3 separate regions of the Zea mays genome follow, and regions 2 and 3 are each linked to region 1. Evidence: chromatin contacts called from public Hi-C data. All regions are on one chromosome and are shown on one strand. Each heading gives the region's core, a stretch centred on a gene start, on an enhancer-like site or on the middle of the called end of the contact. The rest is flanking DNA. Distances are from core to core; before and after follow the strand shown. Region 1 has its middle 93 kb from the start of LOC100283010. Region 2 has its middle 52 kb from the start of LOC103640988. Region 3 holds the start of LOC103640990 (probable serine/threonine-protein kinase At1g09600).

Evidence for each region. Hi-C and Micro-C count contacts between places; a contact is called where the count stands out from the background.
Region 2: a contact with region 1 is called in a Hi-C map of leaf, with 6 times the contacts expected there. The contact joins two enhancer-like sites. A contact is called at or near these places in 2 of 25 Hi-C or Micro-C datasets (ear and leaf).
Region 3: a contact with region 1 is called in a Hi-C map of endosperm, with 3 times the contacts expected there. The contact joins the promoter of LOC103640990 here to the enhancer-like site in region 1. A contact is called at or near these places in 4 of 25 Hi-C or Micro-C datasets (bundle sheath, ear, endosperm and 1 more).

What each region holds. Positions count from the first base shown.
Region 1 is chr10:30,274,497-30,279,420 of Zm-B73-REFERENCE-NAM-5.0, forward strand. No RefSeq gene overlaps it. Among protein-coding and RNA genes, the nearest start is that of LOC100283010, 93 kb to the right of the region's middle. Within about 2 kb of position 1,970, at least 20 of the 20 cell types and tissues checked have an H3K27ac peak or open chromatin away from gene starts, as enhancers often do. A contact at or near this core is called in bundle sheath, ear, endosperm and 1 more, where this site is marked.
Region 2 is chr10:29,813,934-29,818,857 of Zm-B73-REFERENCE-NAM-5.0, forward strand. No RefSeq gene overlaps it. Among protein-coding and RNA genes, the nearest start is that of LOC103640988, 52 kb to the left of the region's middle. Within about 2 kb of position 2,193, at least 7 of the 20 cell types and tissues checked have an H3K27ac peak or open chromatin away from gene starts, as enhancers often do. A contact at or near this core is called in leaf, where this site is marked.
Region 3 is chr10:30,644,644-30,649,567 of Zm-B73-REFERENCE-NAM-5.0, forward strand. LOC103640990 (probable serine/threonine-protein kinase At1g09600) reads left to right here and starts at 2,387. Exons shown (of 9, transcript XM_008664416.3): 1 at 2,387-2,850; 2 at 3,033-3,683; 3 at 3,749-4,033; 4 at 4,131-4,448; 5 at 4,545-4,772; 6 at 4,881-4,924. The coding sequence starts at 3,255.

The DNA.
Region 1 (4,924 bases), core at 720-3,219:
CTATATTTGTCTTTGCTATTGATTCAAAAGCGGCACCATGACAGCTTGTATGTCGAAAAAAACTACGAAGTCGGTCTTCGACATTCGACGCTAAAACAGACACCGCAACGGCCAGCCTCAACATCTGTTGCGTGCGACAAGCACAGTGCAGGCAGAAGTGGCCTAAGGGTGCAGCTGGATCAATATAAGTGCGTCCCACTACCCAAGGGTGTGAAGTCGTCCTAGAGACGCATATTTTTATCCAAGCAAAAGTCACCTAAGGGTGCAGCTGGATTCACACAATAGGTGTATCGCAAAAAATGAAGTCATCACCTAGACAAAAGATAATACTCTACCAACAGTCGGATCAATATAAACATATTAACAACACCAAAACGTGCGAAGACGCTACCATCTGCAACTCAGCGCATACACCACAATGAAAGACACATCATATTTCAATTACAAGATGCGCACAAGAAAATTGCCCACATACATGTCCCCACAGCCGTCCTTTAGCGAAGGGGGGCGAGGGCAGTGTTTTTGCTTATCGTCACTAAAGAACGGCGATGGCAACACTCATTGTTACATTGGCTCTTGTTTCGGAATAAGACCAGCTTCTCGGAAATTAAATAGCATCAACTTCAACTCTTCACCATCAAAAAGGGCCCGCAGATCCCCCTCCCCGAAGCATGACCCGGCCGTCGGCGCCAGTAAGTCACGACGGGTCCCTTGATCCAACCGCGGTCCAATCCGAAGATGCGACCTCTCCATGACCATTCGGTGATGTCTTCTAATACCTTGCGAAGACTCTTCTACCATCCCGACACTTTGTTTCGATAGCCCAATCTTTTTTCGCCCTCGCGGTTCACCAGGGGCTACCCCCGTAGAAGTCGCCGGTGCTTCAAGGGGGGCGACCCTTAATAGAGACTCCGCTGCAGCTAAATCTAGTGCCACAAAATAATCTAAATCATCTTCCAAGGATTCGTCATCTATCCAAGCAAACGGGTCGTGACACACAAAATCCTATTTTGTGAGGTATAAAAAGTTCTCCAAAGGATTTGAGATAAATGACTTCTATAAATGATTTTCTACCTTTATAAAACATATCCATTTAATATAAATAAATAATAATAAGTAGTAAATGTTGAATTGTGGAAAAGCCTTTAAATTTACATTCAAAATAGTATTTCTTAATAATGTGTGTACTTCACATTTGAAATATATTTTAAATTAGGTGAGTAAAAATAATCTTTATAAATATAACTTGCATTCATGTTGAGGTTTTTGTTTGAGTACTTAAATATACTGTAAGTTTGATCTCTATTTGATCTAGAATTCGAATTTGAATCTGAGTTGAAATTGAGAAACAAAATGAAAAAAAGGAGAAAAGGGCATCACTATGCATGGGCCACCTTCACGCTGCCCGGTTTGGCTCCCTCTCCTCCGCACGGCCCAGTGGGCTCGCTACCGCTGACTCCCTGGCTGTCGTGCTTTGGCACTGATGGGCGGGCCCCTGCCTCAGCTAGACACACCACCGGCCACAAAATTGTTGCGTCTTCCATGTGGGGCCCACGCGCCAGATTGCTCTCCCCTGCCGAGACCTCCAAAACAGAATCGCACCAACCCCGTCGGGCTCCTCGGCCTCCCCTTATGCAGACTCCTCACCCCTGGGCTATAAAGAAATCCGAGCGCCATGCCCCCTGCTCACCAGAACAGAACCAAGAACACAGGATATCTCGATACCATTGCAGGAGGGGATGGATCACCATGGGAGAAAGTGGGGACGCCGCGAGCAGGATTCGTTGAGCACGACATCGTGATTTCCGGTAACAACCCCTCCCATAGATTCTCTTTGAGCCTAGCTTTGTTTTGATGTGTTTCGCTTAGAGCACCGGGCACCGTATCGGCAACGGACCAATCACCGGTGAAGCTCTGTCGTATGGGGGCGGCGACGCCGCTGCTCTGGTCGTGGCGGGCAAGGGGGAAGTGCCTTAAACGTGGATTAAAGGATGAACGGTTGAGATTAGGCCTGTGCATACCATTTTGTGGGGTGATCTGAGCTACTGATCGATGACGGACGAATGAGATCTAATCGGGGAGTCTGTTAATTCCTGCTCGTTGATTCGGGATAGCACAAGTGAGATCGAATCTCAGCTATTTTTAATTGCGATCGTAGATCTCGGATCTGACGGCTTGTTTAGCGTACCATTTCGGTTTATGAAAATTTTAATCTTGACCGTTGAAAGTCGCCTATAGGGGGGTGGATAGGCGAATCCTGAAAATTATAACTTTACACCCCAACTAGATCCCTTGCTTAGTGGTTAGAACAAGACACAAAATTATCGAAGTATAAAAACTAAGTCCTTTGCTTGCAATGGGTATTGTATTCAAAGAGTACGGAATTTAATTAATAACAATACTACTAGAGATGGTGGAGAATAATGCAAGAGGGCTTAAATAAGAAGAGTAGCACAAGTTCTTTCTTGCAAGGAGTTGCTTCTCTAAATGTGATTTTAACTTGAAGCAACACAAAAGGATATTAACAAAGAGTAGCGCAAGAGAACTTAGAAAGAGAGAGAACAAACAAATCACAAGCAATAAACACACGAGACACGGGTGATTTGTTTTACCGAGGTTCGGCCCTCGATGGCCTAGTCCCCGTTGAGGAGTCCACTAAGGACGGGTCTCTTTCAACCCTTTCCCTCTCTCAACCGATCCCCAAGATCAGCGAGCTCTTCTTCTTCTCAAGGATCACTTAAGACCCCGCAAGGATCGCCACACACTTAGGTGTCTCTTGCTAGCTTTACAAGCCTCCAAAACTTTGGAGGAAGTTCAATGGGAGTCAAAACTCCACGCACAATGAACGCAAGATGTAGCACACACTTTCTCTCAATGAATCTCACAAGGCACTAGAGCTAAACTCTCACAAGAGGCTTTCTTTTGCTTGCTCTCTCTTTTGTGGCACTTGTGTGGTTTGTAGTGGTCTAAACCTTGTGTATAGGATGGATCAATGAATAGAGGTGGTTGGGAGGGCTTGAGTATGTCAACTATGTGACTTGGAATGTTGCTTGGGCTCCCTTCCTCTTGAAGTGGCCAATTGGGGTGGTATTTATAGCCACCAACCAAATTGTAGCCGTTGGAGAAGGCTGCTGGCGATGGGCGCACCGGATAGTCCGGTGCACCACCGGACAGTGTCCGGTGCGCCGCCACGTCATCCTATCGTTAGGGCTTGGAGCTGGTCGACCGTTGGAGGCTCTGTCCTCATGTGGCACCGGACAGTCCGGTGCCCCTCTGACCATCTGCTCTGACTTCTGCCGCGTGTACTGTTCTGCACTGTTCACTGTCAGAGTCGACCGTTGCGCGCAGATAGCCGTTGCTCCGCTGGTGCACCGGACAGTCCGGTGGCACACCGGACAGTCCGGTGAATTATACCTTCGTCCATGGCATGCGATATCCCTTCGTCGTGCCCAGTTTGCATAAGAGCCCTTGGGTTTGTTTTAAATAAACCTGTCGTCCACCATATTCAAAGAACATAGCAACTAGGTCTTGAAATTTGCATGTGACCCCCTGAGCTTCTAGAAAATTGTGGCCGCGGCCCAAAGGTTAATAAAATGGGTAAAATTAATAAAGAAAATGATTTTTCGTATAAAAATAATTCCAGAAACTTGTTTAATTCATAAGTAATTCATTCTAACTCCTTTTTTTATCCATTCGAGTTGCATTAAATTCATAATAATATTGTTTATTATCTGGTAACCTTATTTTGTCATGAAACATAGAATAAAATTATGCACTTAGTTTATTCTATATTAAACACTTAAATCTTCAGAAAATCATAAATCTTTAACCGTAACTCCGAATTTAGTGATTCTCGAACCTGCGATCTAGTTGCGAAGCAAAGATCATTATTGTACAATTTGTTTCTATGTTTGGTGTGATGTTAGTTTTCCCTATACCATGTTTGTTTGTATTGCTATGATTAGCAGCGAGGTTACGAGAATCTTGAAGACCAAGCTGGTACCTAGGAATCTTGAGTCCCAGGCAAGTTATGCCCTTGATCACTTTTCTCTTTATCCAATAATGTTTCGATTAATCACTGTGACATGCTCAAGTTAATTTGAAGGGACCTAATAGGTTTCCCTAGATCTGTTTATCCCACACCTTGTTTACCACTGAACTTTTGGGTAGTTTTGCTATTGCTCTACTAGGCGATTAATGTTACATTATGACCATGTTCTAGTTATTTTAGTTATTGTTCTTGACAAGATCATTGTGTTAATTAATATTCGTGCTACCACAAGGGTGGAATGGGATGCCCTTGGCTAACTAATTAGTAAAGCTAGTGGAGGACTACCTTACGCGAAAGGGGCAAGGGCGGTAGAGGAGCTGTGTATAGGGAGGTTCTCGGGTCGATCATGCTGCGAAGGCTTTTCGGATGAGGGATTCCTATATTTCCCTTCTCAGAAACCGTAGCGGGTTTTTTGAAGCTAGTGGAACTTTGTAAAGGCCTCATAGTGCTACCCTGCCTCGTCTCCTTAGCAGAGATGAATGGGTAGTCGTGATCCCTTAGAAAATGGGTAACACGACTTGTGGATAAAGGGTGCAACCTCTGTAGAGTGTAAAACTAGTATATCAGCCATGCTCATGGTCAAGAGCGACTCAGGACTCTCGCATGATTAATCTATGGAACTAAACTTAATTTTTTCATATGCATTGCATTGTGGGTGTTGTTATTAATTTTGATCCCTTACTTATTTGGGTTGGTATCTACTTATACTTAGTAACTGCTAATAAAACTTTGATCAACTTTAAAAGCAATGCTCAGCTTTAACCATCTCCTTTGGTAAGCCTTATACTTCACATGAGCTCCCACCTTTGGTGAGTTCATGCACATTATTCCCTGACAACTTGTTGAGCGATGAACATATGTGAGCTCACCCTT
Region 2 (4,924 bases), core at 943-3,442, 460 kb before region 1:
GATCCTCCACAACGTGAATCGTTCTGTGCTACCCGGGAGCACAGTACTCCTCCGTCTAGCCTCTAGCTAGGAGGGTACACGCTACTCCCACCATCTCCCACGCCCAGTGCGCGGTTGTCTTTTCACGTATGGAATGGCCGGGTTCAAGCTTACCCTGTCCCATATCCAGGGCATGTGGCCAGCTAAGATAGTCCTTGATCATATAGGCCTACATACGCATCCAATCCTTAATTAACCTGGATGGAGCATCACCTGTTCCTAGCCCAAGTCTCGAGTTAATTACTTCCACCCTTAGGATTTTTTTGTGTTCCTCTAAGGATGAAAAGAGCATTATAGGGAACTTTGCAGTAAGATCCCACCATGCTCCCAATGAAAATATTCTTGCAGGTAGAAGCCATCCTTCCTTAAGATAACCCCTGAGCTAGGCATTAATGCAAAATACAACCTCTATCCACAAGATTTAAGCAGGGCTAAGCATTTTTTGTAAATCATATTTGATACTTCACTAGAAGTATCTATAAAGGAATGGATATCAAGGTAGTCAATGCATCAAGTAGTTTCCAATCAATTCCTATAAACTTAATGCACATTTCACTAGACTTAAAGTGTATAAAAGTCTTTTAAAAATACAAGGAAGGGGCAAATGCATCGTGGCTTGCCTTTGTTGCTGTGAAGAGGCTCTCGATCCCTCTATCCAATACACAGTTAGATAGCTCCTCCACTTGATTAGCAGCCACTGGAGTAGACTCCTTCAAATACCACTTCTTCTAGGTGTTCTACAAGTCAATTACAAATACATGTATGCTTATGTAATGATATGGAATGCAAACTCTCACAAGGAGAGGTGGGGAACATAAACACCACAAACTAAAACACAAGACAAGCATACACATGGTTCTACATCACCAACACTTGCTAAAAATGACCAAATTGAATTACTTAGACAAACCAGAGAACTAACCTATCTTAGATCTCATCCAAAAGCTTAAAGCTTTTTAAGCAACTTCATCACTTCACTAAACTATTAGCCGCCCTCATTCCATAGGTGAAGTCATTTTCTTTTTGGACAATAATTAGTTTACTAAGCAAATCACATCCAACGAGTTCCAAATTTTTGCCCACAGTTTTAACTTCTGATAACAAGTCTCTCCAAAAAAATTTCAAAATTTTTGGTGTTATCCTCTTATTTATAAAATTAATATAGGCCTCCCAAGAGCACCTTAAATTCACTTAGAATTTGCTAATTAATCTAAAAAACCTAAAACCAACTTTACGAGAGAGGTCATGAAATTAGACGTCCAACAAAATTTGTCCCATTAATTTATCATTTTTCTATGATTTTTAGCTCAATTTACAAGTTTGCTAATAAAAAAACGATAAAACTGAGTACAGTACTAGGCCAAAACCTAGCCCAGCCGACCCAGTAACAGAAAGAGTTGGCCCACAACGAATAGCCCGCGCCCTCATCACATATCTTGCAAAAAGGACCTTCGCGCTCAAACTAATCCACATCGGCCCTTTCCACTGTTATCTTACTCACCGACAGATTCACTTAAGTCCCTCGGATTCCACTCTTTTACAAAGTTCCAGCCACGTTACCGGCGATATCCTAGACTGCGAACCCGATCCCGAGACATCTCCGCAGTAAATCCTCTCCCAAGTACACGGGGAGCATTAGAGACTCACCAAATTCCTGTTGCGTGCACGAAATCACTCGGGGAACACCGAACACGTGGTTTGAACGGCTGGAGATGAGGCTGTCTATGACGTCGATCTGCGGCGACGTGGTCTGGCGGCAAGTTCCCCGTTCCCGATCAAGGATCCTGGCCTCGGGTAGAGCGACGGCCGGCGTGGTCACTAGATTTGGAAGGCAACGGCGACAAGGGGTGGGTTTAGACTGAAAGAACTGCGTGACCAAGCTACTACGGCGTAGAAACAGGGACGGTAAAACTCTAGCCGGACCTAGCTAAGAAGCACAAGTCGAGGGGAAAGAGAAACACCCTTTTGCCTTGGCAACCACAGCAAGGTATAAACCGAAGCAGCTCTAACATCCATTACTATCTCGACATCTACAGGTTATGGCTAAAGTTTGCATGGACCTGAGCACGTGGCCCAGGCATCCACGCCCACGTAAGGGCAAGCTACAGCGAGGAGAAACTGAAAAAAAAAACAGCGGTGTTTTGATAGAGCAGCACAGCAATAACTGAGTCAGCAGTTGGGATAAGGTTTGAACTCTTTGGTCCCAGATATTTGAAGTCCAAGCTCATCCTTTCATAAAGTGCTAACACCCCTCATACTCCCTTTGACAGAAACAACAAAGCGTCACAGTGACTGGAATGTTCTTCAAACACATGCCCCAATACTGAACCAACTGAACTTCGACCCACTGGACTAACAGAGGCATTTCAGGGTCCTAATACTCCATCCTTCTTATAGCAACTCACTGCCCTTAACACAATCTATACAAAAATCGAAGGTTAAAAATATGCAGAACAGAAGTTACAAATGCTCAAAGTGAGCCCCATTCACTGGATTCTGGTTTCAGCTAACTGAAACATCTATTGACTTTATATGTCTGACAGAAAGGGTTTTGGGTACCTTTTACTCCAAATTTTTGCACAGCACTAGGCCTACTCACCATAAGAAACTTGTCTCCTAATATAAGACCTTCAATTTCTCTACACATTCTATAGTCCAAAACCTTAGGAACCGGTCACAAAAGAGCTCCAAACTAGGCACCATCCACTGAATTTCAGGTTTCAGAAACTGAACAAAATTTCAGTCAAAGCAACTTGACAGCCCATCTTGGAACTAACTTCTCTCCCAAATTTGTGTAGCACCAACCCAACACTTCTTAAATACGTTTGTTCTCCTAGATATGGTCTTCCATTTTTCTATAAAGTTCTTCGTCCAAAACTACCAAGATTTGGCACAATAGAGCTCCAAACAGAGCACCAAACTGTAAATTTATGTTTCAGTGATCTGCACAAAAATTCAGTTTGTGCACACTGACATTTTTGGGCAAGTTTTACTCCAATTTTTGTATGGGGTCATGTCAAGCTCACTTAAGGAAAGTTATTCATCAACAGATGGTCTTCAATCCATTTATGGACCTCTCAGCCCAAATCCTTAGGGATTAGTGACAAACAAGCTCCCAAAACTGCTATCAAACACTGAACTCAGTTCTAGTTACTGTTTTAAATATGAAAATTCAGAAATACAGCAGCACCACTTGGAACCACTCTTTTTTCCTGGGTTTCAAATGTTTTTAGGGGCCAGTTGCTTAATAAAGTTTATACTCCTATAGTTCCTCTACAACTTTGACATAGTGACCCATATCTAAACCCTCATAGATTCCAAACTACAGAGGTGCAAAGCTTGCCCAAATTACTGAAATTCAGACTGAATTTCACTAAGTCTGAAATCCACACTTTCAGACAGATCTACTTTAGACCAGCTTTTCTCTAGGTTCCAAATAGCTTTAGGGCTAAGTGTCTTAATCAAACTTATACTCCTCATTTAGCTCTATAATTGTGTTATAATGATCATAACCTATAACCCTATGGATAAAGCAATAGAGAGCTCCAAAGTTACACCAAAACACTGAAATTCAGGATTTGCATTTACACTAAGTCTGAAATCTGACAGCCCTAAATTGGACCACTTTTTCAGCCAGTTGCATATACTTTTAGGGCTGGTACACTTAATAAGGATTGTTCTCCAACAGTCATTTTACAAGTTTTTTATAGTAACTCCTTACCAAAAGTCCGTAGATCAAAAGTTATAAGGGTCCAAAAACAGCTATATGAAACTGTTTTCAGCCCAATTCAAACTGAACCCAAGCTGAAATTTTGCAAATTACTCCAAATTTCTCCACTCAACTTGGAATTCTCCAGCTATAAAATTTGTTCACTTTTCCAAGTTCTACAACCTTGGTATATGGACTTTTAGCTAAATCCTTCTAGATTTTAAATTCCACATTTGGGGTTAGTTTAGGGTTTCAAATGAGTTTCATCTGTGTTTCAGCTTCTTCCGGGATTCATCTCTTTGATCCATCCATCAAAAACAAAGTTACTCTCTAGTCTAAGATCTGACTTTAGCATATGTAGCTCCTTCCCAACAAGTCCTTGATTTCAGAGTTATTTTGTTTATCCACAATTCCAAGCAAGATTTTCAACCTAAGTCCTATACTCAACACACGACATTACACTTTTGAAAAGAAAATTTTAACCTAGTAAATGCATTCTAGGTATATCAAACAAGATAATGCAAGTGCTTATGATGACATGCCAGCGTTTTAGTTATCGTAACACCAGGGGTGTTATAGCAGTCTCTCGAGGTGGCTGGACTGACCTGACACCGTGCGACGCAGGGGACGCTCCACCAGTCGAGAAGGCAAAAAGGGGATCAGAGACTTACGTGCAGTGCACCTGATATGGGCCATCTACAGAAGACATCGTAAGCACAAGAGTAAGAGTAGAACTGAGACCAGAAAGTAAACAGAAAGAAGAGTGAGACAAAACCTTTTGAGATAAGTAAATAACAGAGTTGGTCAAGATAACCAACTTTTGAAAAGACACTGAGGTCAAGGTAAGAGTAGAGGTCTATAGTTCTTAGGTCGACCATTCTAGTCTAGGTTAGCGGTCCTACAGTCAGCAAGGCTTTGATACCACTTATGTCACACCCAGTTTTGGAAGGCAAACCGAATGCGAACCATGTACGTGCCAGGATCAGAAACTCACGTACACAACGATTACATAATTGGACATCATCACACAATGCTCGAAATAATAGCGGAAAGGTATTTTATTACATCAAGATGTCCAAGACATCCACAGAGTCTAATACATAACCATTGTTCAACATAATTATCAAAGTGCGGAAATACGAAACGTAGATGCTAAGACTTCACAGGCAGCTAACA
Region 3 (4,924 bases), core at 1,137-3,636, 370 kb after region 1:
ACAAATAGTCACACAAGTCATAGACATAGGGTGACATAATAGTAAAGAGCCCACAATGAAGTGACAAAATAGCAATTTTTTCGCTCATTAGGTGTAATTGGAGCTTACCTAGCCTCTGGCTTTAGCAACGTTCTGACAACGACTGCTCGAAGGGATATGAACAAGATGAGCTCTGTCAGTTTTCCACACAACGTTTTCCCTTCAAAATACATCACCAAGAAATTTGTTGTCCATGTATCAATCGAGAAGAAACACAGGCCTTTCACAGATTGATAGACTTTTAGCGAAACCTAATCTTAGTTAAATCGCTGACAAGTTGTTTTACTTTATTCACTCCGTCTTTGTTGTTCACTACACTCACGACTACGGTCACCCTCCCAGACGTCATTTATTGGTGAGTAGTAGGATGCATGCATCATCATTATCGTGAATGGCACATCAAAGGAGCAGGGAATCTCGTGCGAGCTAAATTTGGTAGAGTGACCTTTTCTTTTTGCTATTTCGACGACTAGGAAGATAATGGGACCCCTTCATATTATTAAGGCCAAGCAACTGATTAAGCTACTGTCCATGAGCGTCCTTGTGCCTCAATTATGACGTATGACCTCATGTCCGCATAGTCTTCACATCTTTTCCTTTTCCTCCTATTTAGAGTATTTCTTTCATTGCTTGAAATATAGGTTCGAAATGATTGAGTCTGAACTGACGCACTAGACACAAGCATGCAAAAACTGAGGTGGTACCAGCAATGAACAAATGGCCATCTCAAGTGCTCACTATTCCCCTATGTTTTTCTTATTGCAGGAAGACCAGACTAGCTCTGACAAAAGCGGTGATTTGGTGAAGGTTTTGAGGGAAGTAACTGTCGTGCAGAGGAACATTGCCAACTTGAAAGTGGAGCTATAGGGAAGAAAGGTGATGTTTTGATATCTAGTTGTTAGACTATCTTTTTCCAATATTTTGACAATGTTATGTTTTCTTACAAGCTTCTCTTAGATGGCAAGAGTAGCGTGTACCCTCCGTGACAAGAGGCTGGACGATAGAGTAACTGTGCTATCGGGTGGCGTGAAACCGTTCTGGTCTTGAGAAACCTGAAGACGGTTGACATATGCAAGGGTTAAGTGCTACATATATCGTGTGATTAGACATCAACAGCTGGGTATTAATTGATTCGGATTGTCGTTACTTCTCATATATGAAGACTTGGTCACTGCCCTACATCGTATTTAACAAGTGAAACTAGGATGTGATAAAAGAAAGCTAGATTAAGACAAGTGATTGATCTAGATTAGGATAATCTAGATTCAGGAAACTACTTAATTTGGCAAGTACAATGAAAGCTTGGGGACCAATTTTAGTAAGCTTTGATGCAATAGAGTTCTTGATTCTTGCTATACTTTACATTTATTCTCAAAATTCAACATATCATTGATAGTCTTTTCTTTAGTCAGGTAAGACTTGCGAAAATACCTTCGTACTTAGGGTTCTTTGAACCCATCGTTGCAGATGGTGAACCTTTGGAGTTTTGTTGCTTCTGCACCAAGTAGTCCCAAAGCAGAGGAGGAAACTTAAGTATTGGTTATGGAAGGTGCTAACCTTCCAATTATGAAATAAGTAGGTTGCACTCAAACCCTTATATTGTAATAACTACTCTTTCCTTATATTGTTTACTCAAACATCTGGATGTGAATTAAGTTATTATAACTCTTTCCGCTTTACTCCGATTTGTGTTGTAATGTCTATGAGATGTGTTAATCGCTCTTGGGATGTAAAGGAGAAGTAAGATCTTGTTCCTGTCAAGCTATTTAGCACACCTGTATAGTCGTTCTAGATTTTTGTGACAAAGACAGGTATGAGTAGGCCTAATATCTTGTGAGGTTCCAGTCGGGATGTATGGCAGGGCCTAGATGAACTTAACCCGGTATGCGTGCAACCCACGCAGCGCATCGGCCCACGAAGCGGTCGCGCACCGCGCAGAGAGGATTCGGACGCGGGACCAGACTTGCATGCATGCATCATGTAGCGCGTGGGTAAAGGAGGGGCTGCATGTGATTCCAAACGCGGAGGCAGGCTTGTATGCAAATGCAATGCACGTGAAGCACAAACATCGCACGATGGTGCTGCTTTTTTAATTAGTAGAGATAGATTTTTTTGGAGTATTTTTTAATATGTTAAAAAAGTTGCCCTGCAAAAATCTAATTTAATATAGTCACATTACAATTTACAGAATTTTCTTTTTGCTACAGTAGTTTTTATGTAAAATGAATTACACTATCATCTATCCATTAACCGCATCCAAATTGTTGGAGGTTATACACAGGAGGTATGAGAGAGAAGAAACATGACTTGTAACTATTTATAGATAAGAAGGGTAACCATGAGCTAATTTTAGCTCTCACAATATCTCCCATCCGTTCCTTTCTGAATACCTGGCCGTTAGCAATTTCTAATGGTTTGGTTCATTTCCTTTTGATATTTTTTTTTTAATTTTTTTTCGTGTATTGCTTTAGAGACAGAAAAAATAAAGAAATTTCTCTATGAAACTCCCTTACAGCGAAATCCCTATCTGTTGTTTGCAATCCAACTTTGTTGTGCATTAGTGTTCTTGTACTCACCCCTCTGTCCAAGGACCAAAATGGGAAGCTGGTGTCGTAATGGTTTATTGAAGGAAAAAAACAGATTGATACCTGGTTCTTGGTTCATGTTGCTGGGATGCCTTCACACCAATCTGCAATTTTCATCATATTTGGCTGGTTTTTCCTGCTCCTGATCAGATTTTGAAAGAGCTAACCATTGCCCACAATCAACTTACTGTCGGTTGGGTCAGGGTGCTGCTAGCTCCTCCCAAAGGTAAAGTTTTTTTTTATCACGCCTAGTGTTTCATATGAAATCATTTGAATTGGAAAAAACTTGTGTGCTACATAGTAGTTGGTTTTGATAGATTAGCCTGATTCATAAAATTCCAAACGTTTTAATTTGCTGGCCTTCTTCAAACTGTTGCCCAAATTTGACATTATTTTCACGCATTTCAGTTTCTCTCCAATATCTATACAATTTGTGCCAGTCCATCTAATCACCCCGCGCCCCTAGAGAATAGGCATTGAAGAAACTGGTAGCCTGTTCCTCAAGATCATATATAGGGGGAAAAAAGCACAAAATAAAGAACGAACTCATCTGCTGTTCTTTCAATAATTGTATGGTCATCACGGATACAATCAAAAGTCAGTAGCAAGACTGGGAAGCTAGCTGAGGAGATGGTCATTTGTCGTCAAGTGCAGAGATTAGCAAGAAAAACCGCAAAAATTGGTCTCAGTGCAATCAGCTCGTTCAAGAAGAAGGCCCTGCATCTTATGGGCTGTCTTTGCTCCAAAGGCGCCAAAGAAGATGCCAATGCCGCTTCTGGACGCAGAACGCCGCCAAGGAGAAGTGAGCCAGCCACTGATGCGATCGCGAAGGACAGCAGCAGTTCAGCCGCGCTTAATAATGCAAAGACCAAAGGAAATCTGTATGGTGCAGAAAAGGTGGTAGTGTCTCTAGATGCTAGGATCAGCAGTGGAAACAACGCAGAGTTTAAAGGGCTTAATGCAGTCTCTGGCTGGCCATCTTGGCTCGTGAATGTGGCACCTAAAGCAGTAGAAGGCTGGTTGCCTCGGCGAGCAGATTCCTTTGAGAAACTGGCCAAGGTAAACTACTTACTGAGTGTATACCATGCATGCAAATTGCTAGAATAGATTGTTTTGCGTCGCAGATTGGGCAAGGAACCTACAGTGTGGTGTACAAAGCCCGGGATCTGGAATCTGGGAAGATCGTTGCGCTAAAAAAGGTGCGGTTCGTCAACATGGATCCCGAGAGCGTGCGCTTCATGGCCAGAGAAATCCACATCCTTCGGAGGCTGGACCATCCCAACGTCATAAAGCTCCAAGGGATCGTAACGTCCCGCGTGTCGCAGAGCCTCTACCTTGTCTTCGAGTACATGGAGCATGACCTCGCTGGTCTCGTTGCAACTCCAGGCCTCAAGCTCACTGAGCCGCAGGTGGTTTAGTAGGTTTACCTTGTCCATCCATCCATCCATCACTTGGGAACGAACACTAAAACTGTAGCGCAAATAAATATATATATATATACACCAGATAAAATGCATCGTCCAGCAGCTGCTCCACGGCCTCGACCATTGCCACAGAAACGGGGTCCTGCATAGGGACATCAAGGGCTCGAACCTGTTGATTGACAGCAACGGGACGCTCAAGATCGGAGACTTCGGCCTGGCAATATCGTACGATCCCAGCAACCCGCAGCCACTGACAAGCCGCGTTGTGACGTTATGGTACAGACCACCGGAGCTTCTGCTGGGTGCCACAGATTATGCTGCTGCGGTGGACATGTGGAGCACAGGATGTATCGTGGCTGAGTTGTTTGCTGGCAAGCCAATCATGCCAGGAAGAACCGAGGTAGTTCTAATTTGATTATTGATGCTTCTTGTCGTTTTGCTTCCAGACATCGATCACCAATTAATATAATGAGCCCGAAATCGTTGCCATTGCCAGGTGGAGCAAATCCACAAGATATTTAAGCTGTGTGGCTCCCCATCCGAGAACTACTGCAAGAAATCGAAGGTGCCAGAAACTGCAATGTTCAAGCCTCAGCAGCAATACAGGCGGTGTGTCACCGAGACTTTCAAAGATTTACCCACTCCAGCTGTACTTCTCATCGACTCATTGCTTTCGCTAGAGCCAGAAGGACGTGGAACAGCCACCTCAGCTCTTCAAAGTGAAGTAATAAGATTCTTTTTTTTTTTTGCACTTAGCCTTCCGAGCTTGTGTTTCTTATATGTCTGCGCTTATGCCATCAACTCGCTTGTGTTTTTGGAATATATGCCTCAGTTTTTCAGAGCCAAACCACTCGCTTGCGACCCTTCGAGCCTACC